Regions from separate parts of the Sus scrofa genome. Here region 2 is linked to region 1. A link is a contact called in public Hi-C data. All regions are on one chromosome and are shown on one strand. The core of a region is the stretch at or near the end of the contact, and the rest is flanking DNA. Distances in the headings are between cores, read along the strand shown. Region 1 overlaps EFTUD2 (116 kDa U5 small nuclear ribonucleoprotein component). Region 2 overlaps ADAM11 (disintegrin and metalloproteinase domain-containing protein 11).

Region 1 (5,277 bases), core at 652-3,151:
AAGGTGCCAAGGGACAAAGGGACACATGCTGACAATGAAACTAAGGGAGTCTGGGTGGGTGGAGATGGCAGCCAAGATGGGCACAAGTTTGGGGTCCCCCAGGGCTTCTTCCCCCCAGGCCCTGGGAGAGCAGAACAGCTGTGGGAGCTGGCAGTGGTTGGAGAAGGGCCGGGGCAGAGCTAAGAGGGATGGGAGAGTCATGACGATGGGCTGTTTGTACAGGGAGGAGGGTATTCACTTCACACTGAGAAGAAACAACTCAATACTCTGATGACAGCCCCTACCCACCCCCAAAGCAGCAGCACAAAGGCAGGTGATTATCCAGCCTGCTTAGTGAGGTGTCCCTCAGAAAAGCGATGTGCTTGGTGACTGGGGCCCAAGGGTCACGTTTTCTGCCTATTCAGGCTTAGGGGGCTGCCTGGTGGTGGCAGCATACAGGATCTACCGGCTGAAGGCTCGCGGTTCCACCAAGATGTCTATACACCTGATTCACACCCGAGTGGCAGCGCAGGCCTGTGCTGTGGGTGCGATCATGCTGGGTGAGTAGCTGGTGGGGTCACGGGAGAGTGGGGAATAAAAAACATTAGGCAAAATCTGGCTGTGAGTCCTGATAGTTAAGGGAGCAGAAGTTCAGTCCCTTTCCCCTCTACCAGGCTCCACACTGTGTTCCTGGTGAAGCCCTCGGCCCGAGATGAGTTTACTGGGCTCCCTGTTTATATCTCCTGTGTTCCAGGGGATGGCACCCAGTTGGTTTCATGAGTGTGTCCTAGAGGTGAGATAAGCCATGCAGCAGAACTTATGCTGAACTTTTCTGGATCAAAAGGCAGACAGCTACTCACTAGCTAGGCGACAGTGAACGAATCCCTTTCTCTGAGTCTGGGGCAATGGTCACACTCCGGCTCGCCTCCCTCACACACCGCAGGGAGGCTGCTCAGAGAATCTGTGAGAGGGCTTCGGGAACTGGCAGGCTGTTTCCCGGGCCATGTGGCCAGGTGTTTGTAGCAGCTGTTGAGACCTGGGGCGGAAAGCTGAGCAGGGAAGCTGGACTCTCCAGGGAACGGGGCATGTGTTGGCCCCTGGGAGCCTGCGGCTGTTACTCCTCTGGACACCTGGGAGAGCCCGAGGCCGGGCGGAGGTGCCAGGTCATGGGCTGTCTTTCCTTGTCCCCGACACAGGCGCTGTGTATACAATGTACAGAGACTACTGCAAGAGAGCAGCGCAGGACGCCGGGGAGAAGTAGGATTCCTCCCTGCAGGGCCCGGGGCAGCTGGAAGCTCTTCCATCAAGCCCTGGTATGCACCTAATAAAGTGGTTTTGAGGCAAATCAACAGTGTCTTCTTCACACAGGGGACAGAAGAGTAAGGCTGGTGGAGGGACTCAGAGCAAAGGGCTGGAAATCATAGTCCTGGCCCCCGGCTCCAGGGCACGGGAGACGCGTCAGGGGCAGGAGGAGGTGGAACGGACCTCTGATTCCATAGACCCAACCACTCCCAAGCGACCTCAGGACCCACCCACCAGGAGCGGGAGCTGGAGACAGTCCAGGGCACTCAATGCTGGTGGGAACACTGAATTAAGAGGCAGGCGTCCCTCCCCCTGCAGGCCGCCTCCCCGGGGAGCCAGGCCGGAAGAAGGCTACAGCTGGGAGCAAGAGGCAGTGAAGCCTCCTGGGGGCCAACATACATCCAGAACCCAAGTGCCAGGACGGGACTGTGCTGGAGGACAGGGCGGAGGGTGGGGATGAAAGTAACAGATCAAGGCAGAGGTCAGAATGTTCTGTTCACTTAAAAACCATGTCTAAGGTCAAACTTGTATTTAAAAAAAAAATCCTGAGGACAGGGCCCTGTGGGGCTCAAAACTTCCATCCCTGTCTCCTTCCCTGAGCCCAAGCTCCTCTCTGTTCTCCGGGAATGGAGCCAGGCAGAGGCCACAGTAGGGACCAGAAGGCCAAACACTCTTCCCTCTGGGGAGGGGCTCTGTGTTGGAGGCTTGGAGGCTCCTGGGTTAGGGACGACCGCCGCAGCGCCCAGACACACTCTCGCGACGTGGAGTCCAGGTCACACCAGGTCCCAGCTCGAGTCCAGGAAGCCGCCCCGCGCAGGGCACAGGAGCTGCCAGGAGTCCAGCGCTCACATGGGGTAATTGAGCACAACATCCTGCTTGGCGAGCTCCAGCAACATAGGATCATCGAAGAACTTGCTGATGCTCACGTCCTCACTCAGGCCCTGCAAAGTGGGGGCGAATGCAAGCAATGAGCCCGGGTGGCGGGGGACTGACCTGTGCTTGAGCTGGGGGTCAGGTCGGGGGGTGGGGGGGATGTCAGCCGAGCTTATTTCTGGAGCCCTGCCTTCAGGGTGTCATCAGGGGGAGAAGAAGGCTCTCCCTTCCTGGCCAGACTGGGCCTCAGGTCCAGCTGGCTGATGCCTACACAGACGGTGTCTCTCCATGCTGTGGGGTAAACTGCTCTCAGTCTTTAGAGAAAGGCCAAAAGGCAAGAAATGAACTGATCTAACTCCTGCCAAGACCCCTGGGGGTGAGGGGACGGCCATGGGCCCGAGGGGCACGTACCTTCCTGCGACGGGTTTTGATCATGAACTCTCGGGCCAGGTGAGGAGCTGGCTGTGGCTCCAAGGGGCGGATGACAATGCTCTTGTCCAGAGGATCACCGGGTACGATCTGAAAGGCAAAGTGGTTTCAGATGTTCCAGGCCGACCTCCCAGACTCAGGCCTAGAAGCAGGACTCTCCCCTAGGATGCTGGTAACCCCACTCAGGGCCCGGCAGGGGAAGAGGTCGGAAGGGACTGGCCCTGCAGAGGTGAGAGGCCACCCTGGGCAGCCAGTACCGTTTTCTTACCTGCCAATGGTGGAAGACAGACAAGGAAAAGGCCTGCCCCTGCGTGTGAGTCCGCAGATCAGTCTCGAAGCCAAAAGAGTCGATGGCCGGGATGAAAGCTTTGATGGTGTAGAGAGGGGAGCCAGGGATGGGAGCATCCTGAGTCACATGTCCCCTGAGACAGAAAAACAAAGGCTGAGTTCCCAGTCCTGCAGGGGTCAAAAGCAGAGAAGCGGCATACCCCCAAATGTTGACCATCAAAGAATCAGCACAAGCGTGCTAGAGAGGGCAGGGAGGGCCTGGGGCTCCAGCGAGTTCCCTGGGGAAGTCAAAGGGGCAGCGACCTCTGGGCAAGAGCGGAATGTGGACTGGACAGACACTCTCATCATGGGCACGTTCCCGTGCGTCCTCCAGGAACTGAAGAGGGGGCTCCAGGAGAAACCTCAGATTTTAAGCTGAGGTCAGGCTGGAGACGGCCTCCTTCCTTTCCTCCTCCCTTCTAAAAACCAGCTCACCAGTTTTCAGGACTGGAGAGTCTGGGGAGGCCAACCCCTCCCTCTCCCCCCAGCAGCTGAGCTGCCCCTCGCCGCACTCTCCCTAAGGCGTCTGGCTGCTCACCTGCGCCTGGCCAGGACGGTGTAGACGGCAGAGACACAGTCTGCAGGGGCCTGGACCTCTACAAAGTAGTAGGGCTCCATCAGACGAGGAGTGGCCTGCAAGAGAGTAAGAAGAAAGGGTTCCTGGATTAGAGAAGGCTGGGGACTGAGAACCTGGCGAGCGGACAGGCTGGGGGGCGACAGCCTGGGCCCATGCCCTTACCATGAGGAAGGCAGAATAGACAACTCTCCTGGCTGTGGGGATGATTTGGCCCCCGCCCCGATGCAGGGGCTCCTGGGCAACCACTGCATCCAGGATCTTAAACTTGACATTTCGAATCACTGAAAAGCAAAAAGGAGAGCTGACTTAGGAGTGGTTCTGGCAGTAGTCAAGGGCACAAGGGCAGAGCAGCACTGCAGCTGCCTCAGGGCCAAGAAAGAGCCCCCTGCAGATGCGCATTCTAGTAGCATATGCGGAGGTCAGAGGTAAGCAGATGCCCGCAGTGCTGGTTTTAGGCCACGCTCGGACAGCATAAAGTGTCCCTACACATTTTCTTTTGCAGATATTTAATTATATGGGGATACGATTAATTCTAGCAATTGTACATGTGTTCCTCCCTCAGTCCCAATCCTGGTCTATAAACCACTCCAATCCCATCTTCCTTTTTCTTTGTCTTTTTTTTGTTGTTGTTGTTGTTGTTGTTGCTATTTCTTGGGCCACTCCCGCGGCATATGGAGGTTCCCAGGCTAGGGGTTGAATCGGAGCTGTAGCCACTGGCCTACGCCAGAGCCACAGCAACTCAGGATCCGAGCCGCGTCTGCGACCTACGCCACAGCTCACGGCAACGCCGGATCGTTAACCCACGGAGCAAGGGCAGGGACCGAACCCGCAACCTCATGGTTCCTAGTCGGATTCGTTAACCACTGCGCCACGACGGGAATTCCTCTTTGTCTTTTTAGGGCTGCACCTGCAGCATATGGAAGTTCCCAAGCTAGAGGTCGAATCGAGCTATAGCCACTGGCCTACACCACAGCTCATGGCAATGTGGGATCCTTAACCCACTGAGCGAGGCCAGGGATTGAACCCTCATCCTCATGGATATTCATCAGGTTTGTTACTGCTAAGCCACTAGGGGAACTCGCCCATCTTCCTCTTGATACCCTTCCTCAAACACATCCCAGAAATGAGGAGCAAATGTCAAACTAGAGATGACGTCCATTTCTAGGAGGTACCAAGCGGCAGCAGGATAGGGAAGGAGAGGAAGCTGGCCCAGGACGTGGACTGGCCCTGTATGCCCCAAGCCACTTCTCCTGCCAGGTCCCAGAGATGAGCCCAGCCCACTACAGAGCCCCAGGTGCAAGGACCCTAGGGGACTGGGGTGGAGAAGGCAGAGGCGCTAGAGGACTTACACTCGTCACAGAGGGGCCCCTCCCTAGTTCCCCACTGGAAACCTTGAACGATGCTGTCCTTCACCGAGCCGAGAAGAGCCTTGTCCACCTGCACAAAACACGAGGGCCCTTCAGCAGTGACCCTGGCAACAGCCAAAGAGTTTAGAGGGAGGAGTGGGCAGGCACACCAGTCAAAGGGCACTCTCCTTCACCGGAAGATGCCGGATGCTCTCGGGGAAAGAACACCTTGTAGCTTCTCCCACTCGAGAGCTAGGAGACCGACGCGGCTCCCACCGCTCCCGCCGTACCTCAGAGGGCAGGGTGTCATCCACCAGGATGTTGGGGCCAGTGGCATCAGGGCCAAAAGCCCAGATGGAACGGGCAGCCAGCAGATCCCAGTCGTACTTGGTCTGGAAGAACTCGCCCAGCTTCTTCCTGGGGGAGGGAGGGGCCCGGGATGTC
Region 2 (4,964 bases), core at 113-2,612, 63 kb before region 1:
GCCTCTGCCTTCAACTTCAGCACCTGCCCGGGCAGTGGGGACCGTCGGATCTGCTCCCACCATGGGGTGGGTACCTGGAGGCCGGGGATCATGGGAGGGGCTGACAAGAGGGGACAGGGCCCTGCTCACCTCTGCTAGCCCCACCCCATCTCTAGGTCTGCAGCAACGAAGGGAAATGCATCTGTCAGCCAGACTGGACAGGCAAAGACTGCAGTATCCACAACCCCCTGCCCACGTCTCCACCCACGGGGGAGACAGAGAGATATAAGGGTGAGGTGGAGCTGACCGGGGTGGGGCCCTCTCCTTCCTGTTCTCCATGCCTGTCCAGCCAACCAAGCCCTGCCCTCTTCCCCAGGTCCCAGTGGCACCAACATCATCATTGGCTCCATCGCCGGGGCTGTCCTGGTTGCAGCCATCGTCCTGGGCGGCACGGGCTGGGGATTTAAGTAAGACACACACACGCCCCTGACACCCCCTGGCATCCTCAGGGTTATGGGAACCCCAGGCTACTGGAGTCGAGGGGGCCTCCCTGGGAGGTCCGCTAAACCAGAGATCATGCTTCCCAAGCCAAGCCAGCCCACAGGGTCTTGTTTTAACATTTTTTAAAAAAATAATTGCTCAGATTTAAAAAAACTAGATCTTACATTAAGAATCCGGATTTCCAGAGTTTCCACTGTGGCTCAGCGGTGAATGAACCCAACTAGCATCCATGAGGCTGTGGGTTCAGTCCCTGGCCTCGCTCAATGAGCCGTTGTGTAGGTTGCATACACGGCTTGGATCCCACGTTGCTGTGGCTGTGGTGTAGGCCAGCAGCTACAGCTCCGATTCTACCCTCAGCCTGGGAACTTCCCTGTCGCAGGTGCAGCCCTGAAAAGAGAAAAATAAAAAAAGAAAGAATCCGGATATTTCCAGCTTGGTCGCAGAGTGGAGCTGAGCAGGATCTGCCCGAGTCCTCAGTCCCCAGGCCCCACACGGCTCACCGTGTTTCTACGGACATGAGTCTGGGGCCCTTGAGCTGGGCTAAGCCCTCAATGTACAAAGCAGGGTCCTGAGGCCAAGGGTCATGCAGTGAGTTAGTTGCAGTCGGGACTCAAACCCAGGACCCAACTTTGGTAGGGCTTCCTGGTAGTGCTCCTTGGGCCTGTCATTAGCTTCTAAGTCCCGACAACCCCCCCCCACCCCGTCCCCTACCAGCCCATCTCTGGGGGAGGGGTCTCCTGGGAGCCAGAAGGCCCCTCCCTGGGAGAAAGGGAAGGTCACAGGCTCCTTCCTTTTCCTTTCTCTGCGTCCTCACCTTGGCTCCTGAAGAAACATCCGCCGGGGAAGGTACGACCCGACCCAGCAGGGGGCAGTGTGACGCCGGCCACGTCATCCCTCCCGCTGTCCCTGTCTCCTCCATCTCATTCGTCACCTCGCATTCTGTCGATGGGGAGCTGGGGCTGATTCCCCCACCCTTGCTGTCACCGCTGTCACTACAGGGGTGGGAGAACCGCGCTCCGGGAAGAGAGTCCTCAACTCGCCCCCTGCCCCCTCCCCCCTCTCAGGCCTTGGTCCTTGAACTCCTGCCCTTCCTACGGCCAGAGCACTGCTGGCTGCGAGGACCCTGGAGCTGTGCCCCTGCCCCCCGCAGCCCCGGTCCCCCGGGAAGGGAACCTACCTCTGCGTCCCATCTGTTTTGTCTTTCATGTCACCGCTGTCTGACCTCCCGCCAGATCCCCTCCCTGGCCAGCCTGTGACTTGCCACCTCCAGGGCCCAGCACTGACTTCCAGGGGCCTGGCTCGGGGGGCTATCCCTCTGAGCCCTGCCTCACACCCTCTCCTGATGCCCCCTCTCCGTTCCAGGTCCGGAGGGGCCTAAGTGCCACCCCCTCCCTCCGAGCCTGGCGCACCCGCCGTCTCTGCCCTGAACCAGGAGGCTGCCCCCCACCCAGCCACGGAGGGAGGCACCATGCAAATGTCTTCCGGGCCCAGCCCTTCAACTCCTGGCCCCACAGGGGTCTGGGGCCGGGTTGTGGCCCTGCCCTCACACCACCAGGGTGGACCAGGCCTGGAGGGCAGTTCCCCCATGGTCCCCCACCCCACCTCATGAGGCTTTGGCCTTGTCCACCAATTCTCCCTGTGTGAATGTAGCTTCCATCATCATGGATTGCCACAGCTCAGGTCGGGCAGGGGGAGGGCTAGAGGGGTGCCCCCGTGGGGCAGGCAGCCACCAGTGGAGGTGGCTTGGGATGACCCCTCCTCAAAACCAGGCACTGGGACCAGGCAGCTGGAGCCCAGGGGGAGGGGGCTGCCATCTACATTTTTTTTTTTTTTTTACTGAAGCTCAACTAATGAATGTAACTTTGGGGGTGCTGGGGCCAGTTGTGGGGGTGTTTTGACATTTGCAGGGGGAACTGGAGGAGCTGAGGCCCGGCCATCCCTCGGGGCTCCCCACCCCACCCCAGGGATGGTCACACCTGGAATTTTCTCACCGGAGGAACACAGGCGTCCCCAAGCCAGCAGGGGCCTGGCCTCCCTGCTTGCCCCCTCCGCCCAGCCCTGCTGAGCTTGGAGAGAAGTTGAGTGCTGATTCAAACCAAAGCTGCCTGTTCCGTGCCCAAGGCCTATGCTTTGGGCACGGCGACCACATGTCCCAGATTGTCTTCAATTCCAAAACGACCGTCCTGCTGTCCCTGCCAAGACACGTGTTTGGGGGGGGGGCGGTCCTAGAAAATATAGTCCCTGAAATAACATGGCACCTTCCCCCTTTCAAGAAGGGTGATTCTGGGGCTGACTCAGGGTTTAGGTGGCCCCTGCTTGGCCTGAAGGTCCCAGGCTGGGCTGTCTCCCCAGGGAGTGCTCTCCCAAGGAGGGGAGGCCAGGGGGGGCCCAGTGCCTGGAGGGTTAGAGGCTCTGCCTGTGCTGTGCAAGTGGAGGTAGGAAAAGGCAGGTCTCGTGTTTGATCCTCAGCTTCTAGAAAAGTCCTCAAGGCCCTGTCCAACCCATTCTGCTCTGTAACCCCCATCCGGGGCCGAGTAGTTTACACCTGTTTTCCCCATTAGTCTCCGATCCCTGTTGCAGGCCAGCCTGAGGTTGAGGCCAGGCAGAATCCCTCAGTTCCCCCGCAAACCCACCCATGCCCGTGGCCTCGCCTCACGACTGCTCACCTGGGACAGAGAAGCTCTGGCTCCTTTGACTCTGAAAAACAGCCTGAGGAGGCGAGTTGGGAGTCAAGCTACCTTCTGGATGAAAGCCACCAGATGAACGGAGCCCCTCTTCCCGGGGATACCCCAACCCAGACTCAGCAGGGGTTTCTGACTAGCCCAGGGCCTCGGAGCTTCCTATCTCAGTCCCTCTGGAGTAACTTTGAGAAGGAACCCAGGAAGAAATGGCTCTCCTGTTTACCCGTCCCACCCGTCAAGGCAAACTGAGGACTGAGACCCTCTGACAACCTTTAAGTGGCCAGATGTGGCTGCAGTGGGGTCCTTGATACTGAGCTCCAGCTGGCACTGCCTAAGCAAGGAGGGTGGGCAGGGTACCCCTCTGGCCAGTCCTGCCCCACCAGCCACACAGGCTGAGGCAGGGGCGGGAGGCTGAGGACTGAGTTTTGCACTATTGATGCGGTACCATAAGGCCTCCTCTGGTGGGAAACACAGGCACACGGGTGGCGATGCATCTGGCACAAGCATTTGGATCCACATCTCCGCACAAGTGTGAATACCTCTGCACACACGGGACCCGTCTGTGTGTGCGTGCACATGGGGGTGGGGATGTGGAGAAGGCAATACTTCCGGTAACCAGTCCACCTTGCTCCCACTGTCTGCATCCTCCTGGCCCACCCTGGCAGTGCCCAGGGAGGAACAAAGGCTGCACTGACCCGGGCCTGGAACTGGCTCCATACAGCATCCTGTAAATATGTCATCTGGGGCTCGGGGGGCGGGGGGAGGCAGGACAGGACCATCAATTAAAGATCATGTCGGGGCTTCCATGGAGCTCACACCAACTTGTGTCTCTCTGTAAATGACCCCACCGAGTCCCGGGACGCTTCCTTGTCCTCCTTGGCCCTGGAGGGAGCGTGAGGACTGGGCACTGAAGGTGGGAAGGGAGCACCCAGGACTGGGCGATGCGAGGCCGGGAGGAAGGGGTACAGTTTTCCATTCTCGGTCAGGAAATAGCCATTGACTGGGTGGAGGGCCTGGCCCTTCCGCTTCCTTGCTCTCCCAGCAAAGAAAACCGCCCTCTCTGGCTTCGGCAGAGCAGATGGGAGTTGAGGAGGAGAGCGCCAAAAGGCCAAAGACTCAACTTCCCTTTTATGGTTGAAGCCAGAGCAGCCTCTCCTCACCTCCCAAGAGAGTCCAGAAAGCTGGATACAATCGCTATCTGGTCCCAAGGGCACCGTGCTCTTGAGCCCTCAGAGAATTTGTTCTTTCCTCGCCCTGCCTGGGGCAGGGGGAGACCAAGCAAGGCCCAGCTGAGCCCCTCCCCCACAGGGGGGGTGAACTGGGAACTCCTTATCCCCATCCTCCCCTGCAGAGCACTGTGGGCCCCGAGCTATCTGGCTCTGAAAGTCCTGCTTGTTCAGGGGACTGTCGATAAGATGAGAGAGGCTGGGGCAGGGATGAAGGAAGGGAAGGGCGGAGAGGAGATAACGGGAAATTGCAGCAGCGGGGGCCGGGGCCCAAGGAGGGTGAGCCGGCCGCCCAGGACCACCTCCGTTCACGTGCAGGGGCCGTGCGGCTCAGTGCTGTGCTGGCCTGGATTCCTGGCCTCCACTCTGTTCCGGCATCTCCATTCCCCCAGCACATCTGGACCCTCTACCCCTAATCTCCTCCACTGCAGGAGTTTCTTTTTGTTTGTTTGTTGGGTTCCTGGGCAAGGCAACCCATAAGAATCCCTCTCAAACCTCAGTCATGACCTGAAGCCTAGGCCTGCCCTCTCTTCTCTGTTCTGGGCTGGAAACCCTGCTTTTATTTTCTTTCTTTCTC

Evidence for each region. Hi-C and Micro-C count contacts between places; a contact is called where the count stands out from the background.
Region 2: a Hi-C map of fetal liver shows a contact between it and region 1, with 1.7 times the contacts expected there. The contact joins two enhancer-like sites. A contact is called at or near these places in 1 of 5 promoter capture datasets (fetal skeletal muscle), 14 of 47 Hi-C or Micro-C datasets (adipocytes, alveolar macrophages, blood and 10 more) and 1 of 2 datasets of contacts at active chromatin or transcription factors (skeletal muscle).

Annotation. Positions count from the first base shown.
Region 1 is chr12:18,511,480-18,516,756 of Sscrofa11.1, reverse strand. It overlaps EFTUD2 (116 kDa U5 small nuclear ribonucleoprotein component), which reads right to left. Exons shown (of 28, transcript XM_003131332.4): 22 at 5,124-5,250; 23 at 4,837-4,924; 24 at 3,650-3,768; 25 at 3,449-3,543; 26 at 2,852-3,005; 27 at 2,566-2,673; 28 at 1,764-2,222. The coding sequence ends at 2,127. It overlaps HIGD1B (HIG1 domain family member 1B), which reads left to right. Exons shown (of 4, transcript XM_005668737.3): 3 at 405-539; 4 at 1,176-1,324. The coding sequence ends at 1,240. Among named protein-coding and RNA genes, the nearest start is that of HIGD1B, 9.0 kb to the left of the region's middle. Within about 2 kb of position 1,901, at least 10 of the 83 cell types and tissues checked have an H3K27ac peak or open chromatin away from gene starts, as enhancers often do. A contact at or near this core is called in fetal liver, where this site is marked.
Region 2 is chr12:18,574,734-18,579,697 of Sscrofa11.1, reverse strand. ADAM11 (disintegrin and metalloproteinase domain-containing protein 11) reads left to right here. Exons shown (of 25, transcript XM_021066856.1): 22 at 1-66; 23 at 156-270; 24 at 356-446; 25 at 1,309-3,982. The coding sequence ends at 1,357. Among named protein-coding and RNA genes, the nearest start is that of ADAM11, 20 kb to the left of the region's middle. Within about 2 kb of position 1,362, at least 16 of the 83 cell types and tissues checked have an H3K27ac peak or open chromatin away from gene starts, as enhancers often do. A contact at or near this core is called in fetal liver, where this site is marked.